Regions from separate parts of the Mus musculus genome. Here region 2 is linked to region 1. A link is a contact called in public Hi-C data. All regions are on one chromosome and are shown on one strand. The core of a region is the stretch at or near the end of the contact, and the rest is flanking DNA. Distances in the headings are between cores, read along the strand shown. Region 1 overlaps Thsd7a (thrombospondin, type I, domain containing 7A). Region 2 holds the start of Thsd7a (thrombospondin, type I, domain containing 7A).

Region 1 (3,833 bases), core at 243-2,742:
GAATTCTCAGATTCAGCCTTCCTTTGTTTATAAGCATCAAGAAAAGATGAGTTTAATTGCACATAAAATTTAATGTTTTCAGCATTATGTCCTTATTTCATAAAATATTGATAAGTAACTTCCACTAGTTGCAATTAAAATAGGCTTGCTCTGCATTTAACCCCTCTAAAGGGTGCCCAACTGAGAACAATGAAGTAATTGGGACTGAATCAGTCTTTCTTCATCAGCCTGGACTCTATACCAGATCCTCAGGAAAAGGTTTTGTGAGTTTAAGTTTTAGAACAAAACCAGAAAAGAGTGAAGAAACATTTTCCCGAATAACCAACCATCTTTGCCACCATGGCATTCTCCTCATCTAGATATGGCTGGAGAACTACAGAGTGGACAGAGTGCCACGTGGACCCTTTGCTTAGTCAGCAGGACAAGAGGCGTGCCAATCAGACAGCCCTCTGTGGAGGAGGTGTCCAGACCCGGGAAATATATTGCATACAAACCAACGACAACATGCTCTCCCATGGAAATACACAGAAGGACAAAGAAGGTAGGTGGTACTCCTCGGATGGCTGACTCATGAAGAGTGAGCAGGTGGGGGTGCCGTTGAGGAATGTAGACAGACCATGGGGGTGGGGGTGGGGTTAGGAAGATCCCCTAAAATTCACACTGCAGTTGGAGTCCAAACCAGATAAAGAGTAACCTATATCTGAGTAAGTTAAAACAAACAAACAAACAAACAAAAAAAAAACCCAAACAAACAAAACCTTAATACAGCTCTGGGTTTGCTTAGGTTTATTTTTTGACAGGTCTATTTAAGAAAATAGTAAAAGCTTCTTGAGTCAAATTTAGAAGGAATAATTAGTTATAAAACAAAAAATGAAATTGATTTTGTAAGTATATAAATAAAGTAAAAAAAAAATATAATAAAAAATAATGGATAGAAAGTTTACAAACAACTTTTGAAAAATTCTCTTTGACAAACTATGATTATGAATAAATTAATGATACTAAAATTTTCTATGGGTTTTTATTGATGCTGTTTTCTTACATGTATTATATGTAATTTATTATTTGTATATATTATATTACATAATATAGATACTATATATATATATATATATATATGCCTCCTAAATACATAAATAAGATCTGCTCAGTTTATATAATGTTACCTGTAGCTCATTGTCTAGGGTGGAGTCTCCATTATATGAGTCAGCCTTCTATATTAGCATGTCCACTGATGTTGTTCTTGCTCAGGACCTGTTTAGGTAGCTTTATAGATGAGATTTCCTGGGTGTCATTTCTCTGACCTTACTAGGAGACAGATTTTCACAGCAATATTTTGTTCCCTTGACTTTTACAATCTTCCCACTTCTTCTTCTGCAATAATCTCTGAGCTTTAGACACAAGAGTGTTCATGCCTTGTTCTGAAATCCTGACAAATATTTGAGGCTAGTGAAGTCATTGATCTTGGAGGAGAGCCTCCAACCACCACTTTAAACCAACATAATTCCTGACTACATTCCAAATACTTGGCTTTAAACACACAGTTAACTACAGGGCTCACCCTCATTTTATTACTTTTTTTTTCAGTTTAGAGACTAGATGCACAAATATTCAAAAGGGCAAGTGTATTCAAACTGGCCTAGCCAACAATAGAATCCCCATCATTATGGGCTCAAGTTTATACTGAGTACTTTTAAAGAGTTCTTCTCACATGTCCATTGTCTGAGTACCAGCAAAACTCCCAGGACTAATTTTTTTAAACTTTTTCCAGTTTTTTATTAGGTATTCTCTTCATTTACATTTCAAATGCTATCCAGAAAGTCCCCTATACCCTTCCCCCACCCTGCTCCCCTACCCACCCACTCCCACTTCTTGGCCCTGGTGTTCCCCTGTACTGGGACATATAAAGTTTGCAAGACCAAGGGGCCTCTCTTCCCAATGATAGCCGACTAGGCCATTTTCTGATACATATGTAGCTAGAGACACAAGCTCTTGGGGTACTGGTTAGTTCCTATTGTTGTTCCACCTTTAGGGTTGCAGACCACTTCAACTCCTTGGCTACTTTCTCTAGCTCCCCCATTGGGGGCCCTGTGATCCATCCAACAACTGACTGTGAGCATCCACTTCTGTGTTTGCCAGGCCCCGCCATAGCCTCACAAGAGACAGCTATATCAGGGTCCTTTCAGCAAAATATTGCTGGCATATGAAATAGTGTCTGCATTTGGTGGCTGCGTTATGGGATGGATCCTCAGGTGGGGCAGTCTCTGGATTGATTCAACATTTCTTATTGGATATCAGCCAATTGGATATCACCAAAGATCCAAAGATATATAAAGTAGCATAAATATATGAACATAGATTTCATGATGTCATAAAATGGTTAATTTCATCAGAATGGTACACAAAACAATAGTTATGATATAACTATGTTTTAGAAAAACTATTGAGACTGACACTTGAGCGGAATAATGACTAACAAGTTACTTAGAGAAGACAGGGCGAGGCTGTGGAGCACAGGAGTTTCTTCAGGAAGAGGGAATAGTGTGTTCAGGCACAACAATGAAGGAAAGTCAAAACAAAGGGACACACAGAACACGGCACATTTGACAACGGGGAATAGGAAAGACCTTCCTCCAAAGTGTGTAGGTTGAGAAATGGAAAACCAAATAAGACAAACAAAACAAAACAACCTTCCACAAACAAAACACAAACTAGAATGTTTAGGGAAGAGTTCTAAACAAGAATAATCAGGAATAAAAGGGTCAAGGATAACAGACAGAGAAATATATGCTTTTTAAACTCAAGAGTGACTCCTCTGCCCCAGCAAAAAGAAGCCATGTCAGTGACCAAAGATAAGCACTGAATTTCTGCAACTTTTCAAAATAATAGTTCAGTGTCCAATAATTTTCCTCAGCATGTCAGCTCATTTGTGAATATAGCCTTAGGATATATTTTATTGCTAATGTACCTTTAGATTATAAGGTGCTAGCATAAAACACAAATGTTAGTACATTAATATTTTCTTGGCCTCTTTAATGGCTGCCTTTTTGAAACTTTTAGGTAGATTTGTTACAGTAATCTTTCATAGTAGTATAATTTCATTGCTCGATGTAGATCAGATCTTAGATCCTGCCTGTCAATTATGTCTTGTAGGTTATTACTTTCAAAAGATCTTGAAAATTCTAAACAGCAACTGGTTATGTTTTAAATCATTCTTTTTCAGAGTCCCTCAAACCTCTTCCTCCATCCCTACTGCAGAGAACCAAAAGTAATAAACAGGAACTCAGAGTATCGTTATTAAACTCAGAGTATCGTTATTAAACCGAAAGTAACACAGACAGGAACACAAAGAGTATTATTGTTACAATGTATCTGTTAGAATAAAGCAAATGACAAAGGGAGGTCAATAGATACAAAAATAAGTGCTTCGCCTAAAATGAATACTTATGACTGGAATGTGTGCACTAGTTACTTAGGAAGGTGTTTTCCTTTATATTCTAAGAATATTAGTAAACCTCTTTGAGTTTGTTTTTCTGTAAAAACACATGGTTCTTCCTAAAAGTTACTGTTTTCTTCCTCAAAACGTAGATTCCTCCCTTGAAATTGATCCAGTAATCCAGCATCCCAGGGGGAATGCATGTGGCTTACAAATACGAGTGAATGGAGAACAGTTAGACTGTCTGATGCAAATATTGTTCATACTCTGTTTCCTTTAATAAATATGAAAATGCCAGATCTCACTGAGAGAGAGAGAGAGAGAGAGAGAGAGAGAGAGAGAGAGAGAGAGAGAGAGAGAGAGAGAGAGAGAGAGGAGAGGAGAGAGGGATGGCGGT
Region 2 (3,835 bases), core at 794-3,293, 250 kb before region 1:
ATTATTATTATTATTATTATTATTATTATTATTATTATTATTATTATTACTTACACTAAGATATGGAGTGTGACATCTGATGGCTTTTGGGAGGTAGGTGGTCAACTTGCAAATTAACGAATTTACCTTCTTCCACCCTCCGTATTCTGTTATACACGGAGCCTCCACCTGGTAAATTGACTTGGGGCTTATGGAGAACACTATGAATGGGCATTAATAACGCAGAATCTACAATTCCATTCACGGTTGAAGACCTTCAGGGATGAGCACTAACGACAACTGAGAAATACAAATAGAAGGGAAAGGAAGAGGCTTCCATGCAGAGTGGTATTGCATGGAGGAGCCATTTCTGAAGGACAGAACCTAGGAGGCAATGGCAGGTCTTTTTCTTCTTTGGCAGTGTGAATATTGAAGGACTTGCTCCTTCAGGGGGGTATACATTAGTTAGGACCAGCCTGCCTTTGTATCCCTATCAACCTATAATCTTTTGATCACTGCCTATTTTTCACCAGTGTAGAAACAGTAAGCCACAGTGGCTTATCGCCTCTAATCACAAGCCCAGGGCCAGGACTCTCTGAGCTTTTAATTCCCTCTTAGAGGCCTAACAGAGTGAAAAGTAAACAAAGACCAAATTTGCAACCGTGAATGCAGCTAATTTCCTCTGATGTCAGAATACTTAAACAGGCAGGACCTGGGAATTATTTGATCAAACCTGCTTTTAATCTAATGCATGCAGAAGGGTTATGTCTGGAAAGCTCAGCAAAATGACACACATCTCCAGGGAGCCTTCTGGAAGGAAGCTTTCCTCCCTAAGAAACTGTAGCTTTCTCATTTCAGACTCATGGGTTATTGGGTCCTTGGGGGTGAAGTCACTAAGAGAAGTTTTTCTGCCTTTTAAATTGTATTGTATTTGGTGTAAGACAGGCAACCAAATGACCATAGTTATCCTTAGCTTTTGGTTGCTGGGGAATTTTGGTGTTGTTGTTGTTTTGCTTTGTTTTAATTGGCTAACTGCCTTGATACTATTTAAGCGTTACAAGGAAATGAATTAATAATAAAAGACTGTTATTGTGAGTGGGGGAAAAAAGGGACAAAGCTTTATCTGACTGCACACATTCTTCTGTTAGGCCTGATCTAATAAAATAGAGAACAAAAGGTACAAGCCATGTGGTTTCTTGTTTTGGTTGTGAAAAAGCACTTAAAAGAATTAGTATTTGTCTCAGGAATGAAATTTAAGTAGAAATAGTTATTAACTGGGTGGAAGCCAACTGCTGCTACTGACTCATTTGCGGCTTAATTTTTATCCCCACCTCTGGTCCTTAGTAGTGCGTTTTCAATAGTGATGGAAGAGAAAGGAATGGAACTTTTATGCACTTCATCATTAAAACAGAATATACTGGCAGTGTTTGTACATTCTTATTCATGCAATTAGACAGCGTCGTGCACACTTTTAAGTACGAAGTCGCTTTCAAAGGCAGTTACAAGACAATGTGTTGACTTTGACACATATTAACCACGGTCACATTGTTACTGAGGATGGGCTGAAGTTAAAAAAATAACAAAAACAAAAAACAAAAAACACGGAAGTGCTCAAGTTCCTTTTGATAGTGAGCCCTGGTCTGTTCCCTATCAGGTTCATAAGTACCGCTCTTCTCATAAAGTAATTCAGAAGGCACGGCGGCTTCAGAATAAATGACCAAGGCTGATGCTTTGTGTAAATATGCAGGGAGAATAACACGCCACTAGATCAGCATTTGACTCCTTGGGTGACGATGAATTTCAATGTCAGTTATTCGTCATCCTGAAGCCTGCCCCGTGATGATGCCTTTTATTGGTGTATCCTTGTGAACATATTTCAGCGCACCATGTGCCGGGGAGTTCTCGGGGCGGGCGCGTGGGGTCTGGGTGCTGGCCCTGTGCCCTCGCTGCCCCCCGCCGGTGGTCCCCTCGGGTCCCCTTGGCTCTTCTCAGCTCTCTCTTCTCCCCTCCCTTCCCTACAGCTGGCGGCGGGGGCTGCTCCTCTCAGAGCTCTGGGCCGGCTCTGTCAGCTGGGGCCCCCTGCGGCCGGCTGTGTCCCTCGCCGCTAGGACCTGCCAGTCTGCGCGCCATGGCAGCGGCGGCAGCATCCCCGCCAGCATCCCCGCCAGCCAGCGGCGGCGGCGGTGGCGTCCACGGCCGCCGCTGATGCTATTGTTCCCTAGTGTTAGTTGCTCTTTGGCTGCTTTTCATCTGGAGCGAACAATAGAAGCAGGGAGAGCTTTGCTTTCTCTACTGGTGGAGAAGGAAAGACCGTCCCCTGCGAGAGTGGTGCGGCTCCGGAGGCTGGAGCGGCTGCGGACAGCATGGGGTTGCGAGCCGGGCGCCTGGCGTCCCCGAGCCGGGGCGTCCTGCAGCTGCTGCGGTTGCCACTGCTCTTGCTACTCCTGCTGAGCTCTGGCGCCCGCGGGGCTGCGGCGCAGGGAGACACCGAGGTGCCCACCCTCTATCTGTGGAAGACCGGTAAGTGGGACAGAGTTGTCCTTTGCTCTATCTCCAGATCTGGGACTATGATCCGGAGCGAGCTAAGGGCTCCTGAAGGAGCCTCTGTGTTTCCAACTGGTCCTGATTATGCCAGGATCCCCAGGTCAAAAGTATGATCCCTGCAAGCGAATTAGGTCATGTCCTATGCCATTAGGAAAGAACAACATAACTAAGAGGCAACAGTGAGTCACTGGGTGATTGTTTCTCTAGCCGCTCGGCAGTGAATGAGGGCAGCGCTGTACTTTCATTACAAAGTGAAGTGCTTTTAAAATCTGGGTTTCCAGTCTTAGACTTTCTAAAATGACATTCTAGCAATATACAGGTAGACAGTTCTTTTTTTTTTTTTTTTTAATGCGGTGTTTTGGCAAACACACACACACACACACACACACACACAGAGAGAGAGAGAGAGAGAGAGAGAGAGAGATTTAAATGTATTAAGCATAGCTTTGTGGTGTGTGGGACACCAGGGTCAAGCCCTGTGCAGGCAGCTCTAACAGGGAAAACTGGATAGTGCAATTTGTAACGAGTGATTCAAAGTGATCTTTTACGCCGTGGAGTGATTAACATGGAGGTTTAGAAACTTTTCTTTCCGGGAAAGAAGTCTTTTCGCTTTGTTTTTTTGACAAAACAAGAAAAGTAGCAACTCACTGCTCCTCAGACTCTCCCGGCAAAGCGCTGTAGAAGCAGAACACACAGGGAAACAACAAAACCTTAGAGCTCCAGGCTCCCCTCTCTGCTGAGGGTGGGTGGATGCTCTCCAACCACTATGGAAGACGGAATTCCTGAGCCTACCAGAAACTTCACACACTCACCGGAGACAAGTGGAGGAGCTATTCTCCTCGCTTATAGCTGAGGATGACTTGAGAGTTCCTGAGTGATGCCAAATATCAAGATAGGAACAAGATAGAAAGAAAAAGTGTCCAGATCACAGTCCAGGCAGAGTGGGTCTTCTGGCTTCAGTCCTCCGACCGACCTGCTGAGGAGGCAGATCCATTTACGCCAGAATCACACCGATGACTAAAGGTTTAAAGAAGGTTCATACATCCAAGCAACGTGGTGAGGCATTGAACAGAAAATCACTTAAAGACAAAACACCCTTTACCTTGGAGAATCGCATAATATACTAATGCACTCTTGTACACGCGCAAATACAGGCACAGATTAGTCAAAGCAAAGTCATTCTTGCGAACTTGGTAAGACTTTAAAGATCAGCTACTTAGGGGACTAAAGACAAAAGTCAAATTCGTTTGATTTTAAACAAAGAATTGAAAGTGTGTTTTATTTTTTCTATTCTAAATTTATAGTAGTTGGT

The links. Hi-C and Micro-C count contacts between places; a contact is called where the count stands out from the background.
Region 2: a Hi-C map of adipose-derived mesenchymal stem cells shows a contact between it and region 1, with 1.8 times the contacts expected there. The contact joins the promoter of Thsd7a here to the enhancer-like site in region 1. A contact is called at or near these places in 2 of 39 promoter capture datasets (the 3T3-L1 cell line and hippocampal neurons), 3 of 484 Hi-C or Micro-C datasets (adipose-derived mesenchymal stem cells and cortical neurons) and 4 of 115 datasets of contacts at active chromatin or transcription factors (cardiomyocytes, embryonic forebrain, embryonic hindbrain and 1 more).

Annotation. Positions count from the first base shown.
Region 1 is chr6:12,497,695-12,501,527 of GRCm38.p6, reverse strand. Thsd7a (thrombospondin, type I, domain containing 7A) reads left to right here. Exons shown (of 28, transcript NM_001164805.1): 4 at 360-541. Among named protein-coding and RNA genes, the nearest start is that of Gm38583, 63 kb to the right of the region's middle. Within about 2 kb of position 1,492, at least 9 of the 459 cell types and tissues checked have an H3K27ac peak or open chromatin away from gene starts, as enhancers often do. A contact at or near this core is called in adipose-derived mesenchymal stem cells, where this site is marked.
Region 2 is chr6:12,747,461-12,751,295 of GRCm38.p6, reverse strand. It overlaps Thsd7a (thrombospondin, type I, domain containing 7A), which reads left to right and starts at 2,043. Exons shown (of 28, transcript NM_001164805.1): 1 at 2,043-2,499. The coding sequence starts at 2,343.